Regions from separate parts of the Sus scrofa genome. Here all the other regions are linked to region 2. A link is a contact called in public HiChIP or PLAC-seq data. All regions are on one chromosome and are shown on one strand. Each heading gives the region's core, a stretch centred on a gene start, on an enhancer-like site or on the middle of the called end of the contact. The rest is flanking DNA. Distances are from core to core; before and after follow the strand shown. Region 1 has its middle 28 kb from the start of JUN. Region 2 overlaps LOC102165506 (a long non-coding RNA gene). Region 3 overlaps FGGY (FGGY carbohydrate kinase domain-containing protein).

What was found. HiChIP or PLAC-seq counts read pairs in DNA pulled down with a chosen protein or histone mark.
Region 1: an H3K27ac HiChIP or PLAC-seq map of alveolar macrophages shows a contact between it and region 2. The contact joins two enhancer-like sites. A contact is called at or near these places in 2 of 2 datasets of contacts at active chromatin or transcription factors (alveolar macrophages and skeletal muscle).
Region 3: an H3K27ac HiChIP or PLAC-seq map of alveolar macrophages shows a contact between it and region 2. The contact joins two enhancer-like sites. A contact is called at or near these places in 2 of 2 datasets of contacts at active chromatin or transcription factors (alveolar macrophages and skeletal muscle).

The regions. Positions count from the first base shown.
Region 1 is chr6:153,711,877-153,716,475 of Sscrofa11.1, forward strand. No RefSeq gene overlaps it. Among named protein-coding and RNA genes, the nearest start is that of JUN, 28 kb to the left of the region's middle. Within about 2 kb of position 2,100, at least 35 of the 83 cell types and tissues checked have an H3K27ac peak or open chromatin away from gene starts, as enhancers often do. A contact at or near this core is called in alveolar macrophages, where this site is marked.
Region 2 is chr6:153,353,602-153,357,818 of Sscrofa11.1, forward strand. All of the region lies in intron 3 of LOC102165506 (a long non-coding RNA gene), which reads left to right. Among named protein-coding and RNA genes, the nearest start is that of FGGY, 140 kb to the left of the region's middle. Within about 2 kb of position 2,535, at least 2 of the 83 cell types and tissues checked have an H3K27ac peak or open chromatin away from gene starts, as enhancers often do. A contact at or near this core is called in alveolar macrophages, where this site is marked.
Region 3 is chr6:153,002,541-153,007,050 of Sscrofa11.1, forward strand. All of the region lies in intron 6 of FGGY (FGGY carbohydrate kinase domain-containing protein), which reads right to left. Among named protein-coding and RNA genes, the nearest start is that of FGGY, 210 kb to the right of the region's middle. Within about 2 kb of position 3,086, at least 25 of the 83 cell types and tissues checked have an H3K27ac peak or open chromatin away from gene starts, as enhancers often do. A contact at or near this core is called in alveolar macrophages, where this site is marked.

The sequences.
Region 1 (4,599 bases), core at 850-3,349, 360 kb after region 2:
ATTCTAGGTACAATGTTTTTCTTTGGAAAAAATAAGATGTACTATGTCACTCAACACCCTTAGTGAAAATTCAAAACAGTAGCTCTTACTACATGTCCAAGGTTATTACCACCTGTGTCAGGGCAGAATAGGGCCCATGTTTTTGCCACCAAGTACCACACACAGAGCTGGCCCCTGTGGTGGTTAGGCTGGGAGCAGGCACCCAGCATTATAACTTCAAGGACGAGTGTGGCTTTGCCTCATGTTCAGAACTCAGCACATCTTTCACTCCTACTTGGGGAACCTCTCAGGACCTCTGTTTCTTCATGTAGGAAAAACATCGGTCATGCAAGTTGCAGCAATCAAAATAAAGGAGATTGTGTTTGAGAAAATACCCTCTGAGCTCTAAGTCTGTTGGCCTCAGCCCTATATACCCAGTTCACAGACCTGAGTCCTTGAGACAAGACTCTCTGGCAAAGTTCACCTCAACATCCATCCAGCAGGGCTCAGAAAATGTTCCCAGATTAGGAATCTGATAACTTAAGACCAAGCACCATTTTGTCCAGTGCATGACACCAAGATCAAGATAACTGGAAAACTATGTTAACTTCTAGGATAGCCCCTAAACCGCCACCACCACCCAAACATATACCACGTGGCCCCACTTCCAGTGCCTTCACCACCAACCCAATCAAGACCTGACATCCCAGGACCAATTAATAGCTAGCATCCATAGAGTCCTTTCTGTGTTCTGAGCCTAAAGCTAAGTATTTTTCCTGCTTAGTTTCAATTAATCCTTGCACCAGATCCATGACGTAAGAGGAGATACCCTTATCTCCTTCCTGAAGATGAGGAGATTGAGTCTTACAGACGGTAAGGAACTTACGCTCAGGAAGTGATAGACCAGGGCCTGGAACCCAAGTCTGTCTGACTAGGATCGTGGTTACGGCTTCTCTAGGATGACTTTGCAGATGTGCCCCAAGGACTGGACTGACCAACCCAACATCATAGAGCTACCAGCTACCAAAACTGGGATTCAAATCAACAGCCTCAAGTCCAAAGTCATATGCTCTCAAGACACCATGCTGCCATCCCCAATCTTGTAAGACTAGCTTCCACCTAACTGCTCCTTCCCTGAGCTCAGAGCCTGCTGTTTACTCCAGCCCAGTTGGTGGCCTAGAACAATGCCTGACTTTTCTCATCTCCTTTCCCTGGAGGCTGGGTTCCAGAGTCTGTCCTTGCTGATGGGACACCTCCTGCATGTGGACATATCTTCGCCAAAGAGGACAAATCCCTATCTGGCTCCAGAGAATGGAAATAGGAGTTCCCACTCCAGACACAACTACTTTTGAGAATGAGAAGCCAACTAACCCATTCCTTAGGGTTGTGTTAGGTCTCTCAGACACGCCCTACTCCTGAGCTGACTTGGGTGGGGCCAAGAGTTCCATCCCCCATCCTGCTTTCTCCCAGTTTCCTCCATCTGCTCTTTCAGGCAAGCTAGGGATCCACAGTGCCTCATACTTAAGCCAGACCCATGACTGATATGAGCTGTTATTTTTTAAATTATCTTTTTTCATCTCCAATTATAAAAGCAACATTGTGTCATTTCCCACTGCTGTGACAAACCCGTCCTCCCCACAGCAGAAGCATCAAGGGACCAGGGGTTGCACACGAAGTTTTATAACCGGCAGTGAGTACCAATTAAAAATCCTCTAAGGTGTTCAAAGGATGCCACAACCGGATCAATCTGCAACAGATTCAACAGAGGAAAAGCAGATTAAGAAATAGAATATTTAAACACTGCAAATCATTTCCTTGGAAAGGCTCTATGCATCTTGTCGGAGCCAGTCATCTTCCTCTGCGAAGTGTTCACACTCACTTCCGGTGAGTAATAAGAAGGACGTTCAGGTCTGCACGCAGCCACTGTGCACGTGATGGAGCCCATGGCACAGCAGCTGCAGCTTCCTTTTTCACAAAGCAGAGGTGCCGCCTCTTCGGTCCCAGGGCTGAGGCTTTTCTCCAGGCTGCAAAACAGCCAGAGTTTCTGAGGGGCATCTACAGATGCCATCTGCCAGTTCTTCATCCGGTACATCGCAGTGGCTGTGACTCAGGCTAGTTAGCACCGGAAGCCATTCCCCTGTGTCTCTGTGCAGGCTCTGCTGGCTGAAACAGATGCCAGCACCAAGAAAGGTTTGTGGTGCTGGCAGGCAGGAAATGTGCTTTGGAGAGCCCCAAGGACCCAGCCTTAGCTCTGGCTGCAGCAGTACAGAAGGCAAAAATGCAAACCAAACCAGCACACACTGATTCGGTGTTGACTTAGGCTAGTAAACACACACCACAGATCTGGTGGAGAATGCAAACGCCCCCTGTGCACGCAGAAGGCTGTGTGTTATTTAAGCCAAGCGGGTGTTTCCAAAGAGAAGGAAAAGAATCCATTGCTCCAAGTATCAGATCAAGGAGGATAGTGAGAGATTCAGTGCGTTAGAAATGCCCAACCTACCTCTATTTTAGGTTAATCATAAAACCTTCAAAAGACCCCAGCGAGACAGCTTGGGGGCGGGGGAGGTGAATTCCCCCCGCTTTACACAAACTGAGCCTCAGCAATCACGCCAGTAGTCAGTGGTCCAGTGACAGAATTTATTGAAAGCCACTCGTGTGCAGCAACCAGGCTTGGAGGCAGATATCCTCCTGAGGTGTGGCATGAAAGAAGGAAAGGGAGAGAGGAAGAGTCTGCTCTGTTGCTTTCCGACTGTGTGATCTTGAGCAAATCAGGAGTAACCTTTGGCTGCGCTGCTCTCGGGTGTCCTGAGATGGGCATTGCTGCATGGGGAGGGCGGAGCCGGGCCTCGATCTGACTCCACCAGCAACCAGATCTGGGTCATCTAGGTGGTCACTAGGTCCCTCTGACCTCCAGAGATTTACCTGTAAAACAGTGGACTTATCAACCAGTAAGAACCCCTTTCACCTTTTGACATGACTTTATTTTTATGATCGAGAGGCTGAAATTAGATTATTGTAAAAAATCTAATTTTTGTTGTAAAATCCCCATCAACTCAGATTTTCTTCATAGATAATGGAGATAGATTGAAGACCTTATTATCATGTAAAAGATTGACCCTGTGGCACCTAACACTTTACAACTGGGCAGTGTTGCTGGCTCTCCTTCCTTTTCTGCTGATGTTTCACAAAGTCCTGGATGGTTTTCTCCTCCAGTTGGGTTAATATACAAAATCACTCAGACCAAGACCAATCTGCTTTACTTTGTGAGTCAGAGCCCATCTCTGATCTCTAATGAATTACAGCAGTATAGGCAGGGAAGTCCATGAGAACAAAGAAAGTCTGTGTCTGCTTGTCACCCAACTCCTAGCCCAATGATGGCAAATATTACTGTTGCTTCTACATCTATTACTGCCATTACTGGCTCTGTGCATGGCAAATACTACTGCCACAGTTACTGCTGCTACTACCGCTACTGCTATTACTACTGCCGCTGCTGCTACCACTGCTGCTGCTGGCTCAGTGCATAGCAAATACTACTGCTGCCGCTACTACTGCTACTACTGCTCCTATTGATGTCACTAGCACTACTAATACTGTTGGCCCAAGGCAGGGCAAATACTACTAGTTCTATTGTACTATTACTGCTGCCGGTACTTCTACTACTACTGACCCAGTAGTACATAGCAAATTTACTACTACTACCACTGCTACTGCTATTGCTGCTACTGCTATTGCTACCACTACTACTGGCCCAGTGCATGCAAATCATCATCTACTGCTACAAGTACTACCAATAGCAATAGCACTTAGCATTCAATAAGCACTTATTAAATGCCAACCATTATGCCACATGCTTTATATGTATCATTTCACATATTTTCAACAATCCTTGGAGGGGAGCCGCATTATTATCCTTGCTTTATAAATGAAGAAAACAGAGGCACGAAAGTTAAAATACCTGCTCAGAGTTACACAGCATCAAGTGGCAGAGTTGGGATTTGGACCCACGCAGCCTGACTCCTGAGCTTGTGCACTTAATCTTCAGTGACCCTGAGCTATCATTCTGAATAAACGAGTGAATGCTCACAAGGATGGGGGAGGGGTATGACATGGGCTTAGGAGTCAGGGAGCCCTGGGTTTGAACGTCAGCCCTGTCACTGACTATCTTAGGACCAAAGTCCAAGTGTCTGTCACAGCAACCTTTGGAAGTGCTTTTTCTTTTCCACAGCTTTTTTTTTTTTTCTTCCATCTTTTTAGGGCCACACCCACAGCACAGGGAAGTTCCCAGGCTAGGGGTCAAATCGGAGCTGCAGCTGACAGCCTATACCACAGCCACAGTGACACTGGATCTGAGCTGTGTCTGTGACCTACACCACAGCTCAGAGCAATGCCAGATCCTTAACCCATTGAGAGAGGCCAGGGATCAAACCAGGGTCCTCATGGATACTAGTCGGGTTCTTAACCCACTGCCCCACAACAGGAATGCCTCTCACTGCTTTCCAAATATGCCTCTTCTCACCTAAAGGCACTTCTCCAAACGTGTACAAAATGCCTACCATTGCCCGGTATGTTGCTGGGTCCTGGAGAGAGATGCACAAGTAAGTGGGACAAAGCCCTTGA
Region 2 (4,217 bases), core at 1,285-3,784:
GAGATGGATGGATGGTTTGCATGTTGGTTTTATCTGACCCGCTGTGGAATGTGGCTCATAACTCATCTGCGTAGACAGCTACTGGAATGGGCAGAGGAAACCCAGCCAGTGGAAATTCCTGGGAAACTGTGATGGGGCCCAAATAGGAAATGCCAGACAAGAGATTTTACTGGTGCCAAGCTTGAATACCAGTGTTGGAGCTATGCATTTCAAAGAACCAGTCCTGTCCGCCTCAGAAGAGAGACTGCAGCAGATGTATATGGATAGCAATCAGGGTCCCCTAGATATTAGCTTTTTCGACCCTTTTGCAGTCACCATCTAACTCGATGCTTCAAGAACCTTTGATTCAGGGATGGTTATCCTCATAGACGGTAGAATGGAGGCTAAGGGAAGTTTAATGACTTGCTCTAGGTCACACGGTGAAGGGAGACAGGATGATATCATTTAAAATCTTTTTGGAATGATACAGCCTCATTTTAAAACCTTTGTTCCATGAAGTGGTGATTCCATCATTACTTGCATGACTTTGGCTAATTTATTTTCCTCTCCGAGTCCATTTTCTTATATGTAGAATGCGGACGACTTTATCTTATAGAACTATTGGAAAAATGGAATGAGATTGTTTATGTTGCCCATTTGCTACCTGTGGCATCCTTCCTTAGTGACTTAAAATTAATTTGGTCTGGAGGAGACAAAAAATATATACCCTGTTAAAACATTCTGTTTTCCAGCCTCCCTTGCACTTGGGGGTGGCCATGTGACATAAGCAGCCTAATCTCTGGGAAGTGAAATATAAGCAGGAATCTCTGGGAAGTGTACTTGGTTATGAGTAAGAAAGTTAAGCCTTCTGGGCAAAAGCCTTTCTTCTCCCCTTCTTCCTTCTTGCAATGGAAGTGCATTCTAAGGAATGAGGGGGGAGGGAATGGAGATTCTGCAGCCACCTTGGAGAGACGGAAGAGCTTACATCTCTAATGATGTTGTGGGGATGCTTTTCCTGGACTTCTCTTTGCTTAAGACAAATAGACTCTGGTTAGCTTAACCTTTCTTGGAAAAGTAGGAAGAATTTTAACTCCTGTGCCTTACTCATAAAACAGCATTAACCTGCCCACCCACCCCCCTCCCCACCACTACAAGGTGTGTCTCTAGTCTCTGCCCTTGCTCACCTCCAAAGCTGGGCATGTAACATCCTCTACTTGGACCCATCTCAGCTCAGATGAGATAACATATATAAAATCCCTAGCACAATACCTGGCACACAAACATAAAACGAGTGGGATTTAGGTGCCTCAGGTCAGAAGGTTTCAAAGTGGCCTCAGCAAATCAGAATCTTACTTTAACAAACAAGTGTGGGTGTAACTTTATAGGGTCTCATGACCTACAAGAAAAAAACAAAACTCAAACAGCTATAGCATGGCACTCAAGGTCCTAACTCCTTCCCCCAGCTCTGGGCAACTCTGAGTCCCTAGAGAATGTCTTTTTCCCCCGCTTCCATCTCACATAGAGTTTTCATCCCCTCTGCTTAGCGCTCATCTGATTGTAGCCATTGTGTTTGCCTTTCCCTCTGAAGATTAGGATTGCATCTCATTTATCTTTAATTTTTTGGTGAACCTGCAGAGTGCTGTGCTCAGTAAATTATGAATGAACAAATGAGTTTCCAGTCAGTGCCTAGGAGTCTGTTCACATGGAGGTTATAGTTTTTCCCTGAACATGGATGGCGTTTTCACGCCCCAGTAGTTTTCACATGCTATTCCTTTTGCTTAGAATTAATTCTCTTCCTCCCTTTTATGCCTATAAGACTCCTGCTTACCCACATATACTAACCCCTAATGTCACCTCTTCCAGTTTTCTCAGTTGCTTTCTCTGCTCTCTCTTAATGCACCTGATACTTAATTCTACTATGGTAGATAACTCGCTATTTATTATTATGTTCATTTGTCTACATGATTCTCTTCACTGCCAGTCTGTGATTTCTTAAAAACACCTAGTCTTTTTTTTTTTCTTCTGTCAATTGTATGCAACATAGGTCCTGACTTATAGTAGATATTGAGAATTTTGGTAAATTTATACAAAATTTTGGCTTTGAGTTGTTGTCCATCTTTGCCCCTGTAATGAGCTCCTAACAACAGGTATTGAGAAGGTAAATGGAAGGAAATGAATCTTTGTTTTGTATCCCCTGGGGACCAGGCATAATTATTGTCCATGTTGCTAGTATTTAAATTATCTGTATAAATTGAGGTAATGGTCCCTTCGTCACAGTCAAGGAGTTAGGACCTTGAGTGTCATGCCATAGCTGCTTGAGGTTTTTTTTTCCTTGTATGTCATGGGACCCCCTAAAGTTAAACCATACTTGTTTGTTTATGACTGACACACAATGCATCAGTGGTTCTAAGAATTGTGGGGGACCCCAGTGAACCTGTCTGTATTATGACCCTCCCCATCCCTCCCCCGATAATGACACAAGTCAGATTCTCTCTAACAGAAATAGGAAATTTGGCATAAATTGCTGAAGAGACTGGGAGTTGCTGGAGCTGAGTCACATTTGTGGCAGTCCTCCAGGGTGAAAGGCCACAAAGAATTTTGAGATACCAGAACTGCCTTGGGTTCTCCTATCTTGGTAGTTCAGCATTTCCTTTGATTCTCTGAGATACCCCCAACATCCTTCCAATAATTTTCCCCTTTTCTTAAGCTAGACAAAGTACAATTCAGAAGCTTATAAGTTAAAAAAAAAAATCATAACCAATACAGTCCAGATCCCAAAAGAATGTCCTGTTTGGTTTCTGAACTGGTTAAGGTTTGCATCAGTTTTCAGACAGAATACCCCAATATATGATTACAAGTTGATTTGTCTCTCAAAGGAATGTAGGCAACCAGAACTAATTGTCTGATCCTCCGGAATCCAGGCTCCCTCTATCATACTATTCTGCCAATCTCAGGATGTAACTTCTGGCTCGTGGACCAAGATGGCTGCTCAAACTCCAGTCATCATGTCATCAACCCAACCTATCAAAAAAGGAAGACATGTCCCTCCTTTTAAAGATGTGCCCCAAAGTTGAACACACTATGTCTGCTTCTATTCCACTGGCCAAAACGTAGTTACGTAGTTCTCATATGCCAGCTGTCTTCCATTTGCTCCTGTAGACTCACTGCCTGCTCCTCTTCATCTTTCTTTACCGTGGGAAGCTGGACCGTGCAGACCTCATCAGTGGGAAATGGTAACCTGTGCCTTCTGTGGTTCTAGCTTGGACAATAGGGACTCTAGCAGGAAATCAAAAAAAAAAAAAAAAGTGAAATCAGGTATTTATTTCTGTGGATCCCTCCCTTCAAGGTTGCATTGGGCTGGCTCTGTCCCTCAACTGAGAGTTACTGATTCTTGATGAATGATTGATTTTACCTGCCTCTCTTTTTTTCTAGGTTCTGGTAACTGTTCCCTCTCTTCATCCCATTAGGCCCTGAGGGAAGTAACAGCCTAGCTACTCTGAGCACTGGATTATTGCACTATACTTAAAGTTCTTCCACATCCAATTCTTAGTAAATTGCCCCTTTGTAAATAAACCCTCGTTGGCTTATTCCATTTTGAGTGTGTCATCTGTTTTCTGTTGGAACTTTGATACACCTACCTAACTACATTCAGGTGCTCACCTAATAATGGAAGGTCCTATTACCAAAAAAGGAGAGGAGAACCCAGATCATGGAACAGCTAGCAGTCTTTGCCATGATCCCATCAGTCTTTCTTGATCAGTCCTTCGTCTCACTTTTTGTAGGTTGAACCTCTGTCCTTCAGTCTTGATACCTATAATGCAGGGAAATCATCATCTTTCTTACCCAATAAAAGGTTATAAGAATTTACAGAGATACCTCTATATATGGGAGAGTTATAATTATTAATAAGGTATACTTACCCAAGGAGCATAGTAAAATCAACACATATTTAGTGAATGTATGAATGAAAGGATAAAGCTATGTTTTTAATTTTTTCAAGTGGAAAATTGGCATGTTGTACCACCTGAAGCCTAACTCTCTTCTAGTGCTGATCTCCAAGTATTATTCTGTCAGGTCTGTGTCATGATTTTCGATGAGTCATAGATAGAATATGGAAGAACTCTTGAGCTGGAGACATAAGGTTTGGAGCAGATTGAGGAATGATACAAACCCAAATGGTACTCAACCTGGTAATTCAGGCAGAACCAGAAGAGTAGTCAGGAGTATCGGCTTATACA
Region 3 (4,510 bases), core at 1,836-4,335, 350 kb before region 2:
ATCCCGCAGCATGTTTCTTGAAATTACATCATTCTGTTTTACATAATGGCTTTTTTCCTTGTGCCTCATGCTTATATTTTAGATTTTAACCGCCTTGAGGGTAGAGTTCTTTTGGAAGATATATCCGGAGAAGGAAGGAAGCTTGGCAGAGCACTCCAGAGGTCAGCTTAGGAGGTGGTCAGGCTTGAGTGGGGATCCTGGCTTTACCAATCGCAGGGCTTGTGACCTGGTAAGTGATTCAATTTCCCTGCTGCCGTTTCCTCACCTTTAAAAAGGCCATAATAATGCTATTTTTCTTCCAAAGCGGTTGTGAGAATCTGACAAGACGGTGCAAAAAAGGCACTTTAGGATGCCGTCTGCCACAAGGCAAATGCGTGATGAACCTGAGAGAGCAAGGTTGTTAAGCCTCCATACGGCTGGTGTAGGGGTATGGCGCACAGTGCTTACTCAGTTCACTCTGGCTACGTTTATAAAGCTTGAGGAGAGACCGACGATGTTAGGGCATGTGGAGATAGACGCTTTGGGGGTTACGAGAGCAAACCGCAGAAACTGTGAAAGCTGTTAAAATATTCACAGTGATGGAATTCAGTTTTCTAGCACAAAAAGTGTCTCCCCGTGGTCGTATCTCCATGGCAGGTCTCCAGAGTGAAATGTTTTAAAAAGCACTGAAGGTGTTCCCTTTAGAGTTATTTTAAGGACCGAATGCTTACTGCAAAAGGAAAAAATATGATTTTGTCAAACCCTTGACTATGAAGATGACCAAGGCTTTTAAGACACAGGCAAACATTTCTGCCATGGAGAGTTCTCCCACTGCTAGGGGAAGGCAAATTCAGGAAATCTATGAAAATATTTTAGCTGTCACTGTGCTGAAGACATTACCAGGTTTAGGGCAGTGGTTCTTCCCAGTTTTGTTTGCTTTTCGCACAATCCAATAAAAAATAAAACACATTAAAAAAAACAAAAACCTGAGGACTGACGCAGACTTAATTTTTTACTTAGTCCCCTGGATGCATTAAAAACAAATCCTAGGAGTTCCCTTGTGGTGCAGCAGGTTAAGATCTAGAGTTGTCACTGTAGCGGCTCAGGTCACTGCTGTGGCATGGGTTGGATCCCTGGCCTGGGAACTTCCACGCTGTTGGTGTAGCTAACAGACAAACAAACAAACAAATCCTAGAATCAAGATCATTTGACAAAATGCCCTATCACTAAAAAAAGAAGAGGGAGATGAGATGATCTCAAAATAAAGGGATTCTCTTAAATTAAATACATGTCCTTTTATGACTTTATTTTCTTATCCCATCACACACCACTGAACACTTTGTCCGAGGCCAGCATAGATCTCTAGTCTAGACTACTGTTTGCAAACTGCTGGTTCACAGAATGATTCCAGCTTCTAACAATGGGAGCATCAAACAGCAAGCTCGCACATGAAAAAAGTCAATTGGTGGGTCCGGTGTGAACCACACACACCACCACACATCTGGTGATTTGAAGACATCTGGGGCTTTTCCATCGTGCAGACCAAACATGATTCAGGTAATTGGCCAAATTTTTCACTTCCCAACCAGATGTCTTACTTTCATATAAATGAAGCCAATCTTGTACTTTCATGTGCAAATAAGCTAGACATAAATTCACCCCTGGAGGGCAGAATTAATTGCTTATTCTCAATGAGCACTAAATTACATATTCTTTCTTTCTTTCTTCCCAACTAGTTTACCTTTGAAAAAGGTTTTCTACTCTTGTTTTGGAAAGCGTATACTTCAACACTTCAATCTTAGGAGTATTCTGCCTTTTCAAAATGTTTATTCCTTTTTTTTTTTTTTTTTTACAGTGAGGCAGTGTACTATAATAAAAAGAGAGTAGTCTCAGGAGTCAGAATGAATCGCTTTCTAATTCTGTGTATATATCCAACCACAAACTTTTAAGGGCCTTGGAAAAAGTTTCTTAAGGTCTCTGAATTCAGTTTCTTTGTAGATATAAATCATAAACCCATCGAAAAGGGATACTAGAAAGACCTGAGGTCACTTATTCCTACGATATGTATTGGGCATTTACTAAGACACAAGGAGAACTGCCATGGTGGCGTCTGGACTCGTTATTAATGCAGGCCCTCAGGTAGGGGGTGCTATTCCTGGCTTAATATGCTGGAATGACAAGCATAGTGCCCAACAAGGGCGATCCCTTGATTCAGGATTTCTAATAAAATATGAGTACCTCCAACTGAAGCTAATTTTTAAAGGGAGTATCAAATTTGTAAAAGGAAGGACCTGTCTGCAAACTTTCCTCTTCTTTTATGGCTTTCCAGCACACACTGGCATTTGCTTTCATCGTGTTTAAAGAATTCATGTGGTTATCAATGACCCTTCACCTTCTATGCTGTTGTCCTGACAACCATTCATTTACTAGAGGACAATGACTAGACGAAAGGCAGAGGACAATGTGTCCCTTTGGTCAGGTTTAATAGTAGTAGAGCTCAACAAGACAGAGATAATACTTAAAGACCAGGGTCTTATTGTTTTGAGATCCTCTGGAGGGAAATAAATACACAGATACAGACATACAAATATCCACACAAAGAAGGAGAGGGGAACGAACGTATAAGGAACTCAACTGTGCAAGGAGAGGCTGGTATGAAGAACTCACCTAGAGTTTAATAGCTGTTTTGTTTCAATAGCCAGGCTACAAAGAAATATTGCACATAAACACAAAAAGGGATAAGCTTTTGCTGTTGTTTATCCTAAGCTGTTAGATTCTCTCATCACCAAAGCCCAGAAGCATTGCAAATATATAAAGAAATGGAATGGGGCCATGGTTTTTAAACTTTTGTTTTCCAAGGACCAAAAAGAGTCAGTATATACATCTGATTTGGTTCAACTGGAGAAGGAAATGCCCCAAAGTGATGGATGCTCTTGAGGGGATGAGGAACGGAGGTTCAAATCTAGAACTTAATCAATGGTGAGAGACCACCAGTATGGAGGCATTACGGCGGGGAGGGCTAGTAATCTGGGGCGGGAGAACTGCAAGCCTCTCAGGCTGTACTTAGTACAAAATCTGAAGAGCAGAAAGTGTCCACTATTTAACCACAAAGACAATGACCTCATTCTGAGTGAAGGAGGACACTGGCACTGCAGGACCCATAGGGAGGAGTGGAATTTGCCAGGTTGGCATTTAGCCAAAAGTCAGAGTAAAATCCCTGAAGCCCTAACCATGTTGCCATGGGAATTGAGCAAAAGAAGTTTCCAAAAATGATGCTCTAACTTAATGTCATTTACATCTCCATCTAGGTCATCCAGTGTGTATGTGGAGGGGAGGGAGAAGGCTCAAGGAGATTTTGGGGGAAAATGCCCAAGTGAGGGAAGAGGGAGCCTCAGCTTTGTAAATAAAACACATTTAACTCCATAATATCTCCATTTTAAAGTTTCATTCTTTGGACGCAGGACCTGGGGAATGAACAGACCTTGGGCAAAATGAAAAAGGCAGGCTGGCCCAGAGCCCAGAAGTGTCACCAGCCATCTCATTGTTTCACAGTGGCCGCAGGGACGGCTCCCAGGGAGCACTGAGGGCCAAGGGAGGCAGCCCTGATCTCCAACAGGCTTCATTCACTGCCTTCAGCCAGGAGGGGAACGAGACAGGCCATGCAAGACTCCCCCTTTTAGAGAAACTGTGGGGACTGTGCCACCTCTGGAAGGTGATCAAGGGTGGACACCCATGGAGCAGGGTGTCCATGAGGCTGGCCCACCAGGCCCTGGATTGCATAAACAGAATCGACTGTTTTTTAAACAAAAATCAAGATCACAAAGCTATGATGCACTATGGGTTTTCCTCAGCTTACAAATATTATACAACTACTTTACAGATAATTCAAACAATGCAATAAGAGGGGAGGGAAAAAAAACACCCTCCTATTTATTTGCCTCCTCCCAGAGATAACTACCACTGAAACTAAGACAGAATATTCTTGCAAAATATTAAGATACCCATGTATTTAATTTTATATAAAAGGGATATCACAAGTATGTAATTTTGTAATCTGCCTTTTTAACTCAGGGTTCTTTACTCATCAGTGAGTAGAGTGCATGCTTTTTGAAAAAGTATCATATTCTATAATATGGATGTAGCATATTATTTAACCTCATCTTTAGCTTCAGACAGTTTGTTCCTGTGACATTTACAACAGACACAGACTTAGGAAGGAAGGACTTAGTAGGGTTATTTTAAGGGGCCGAAGGGCTTCTGCAGTAAGGGAGGGGAAGTTATTGCAATAGAGAGAATATTATGACCACAAAATCTGCAAGTATCCCAAGAGTTAGACCAAAATGGCCTTTATTTGACAGAGTAAATAAGGCTAAGAACAAAGTGTGGGGAAATGGCATGAAAGTATGGTGTGTGGTGTGACTGGATAGTAGATCAGAGAGTATTTTACCCTGAGGACAGTCTATTTGGCGAGGAGAGACCTGTGATTGTTGATTTTGTATGTCACCCTGACTGGGCCACAGGGTGCCCAGAT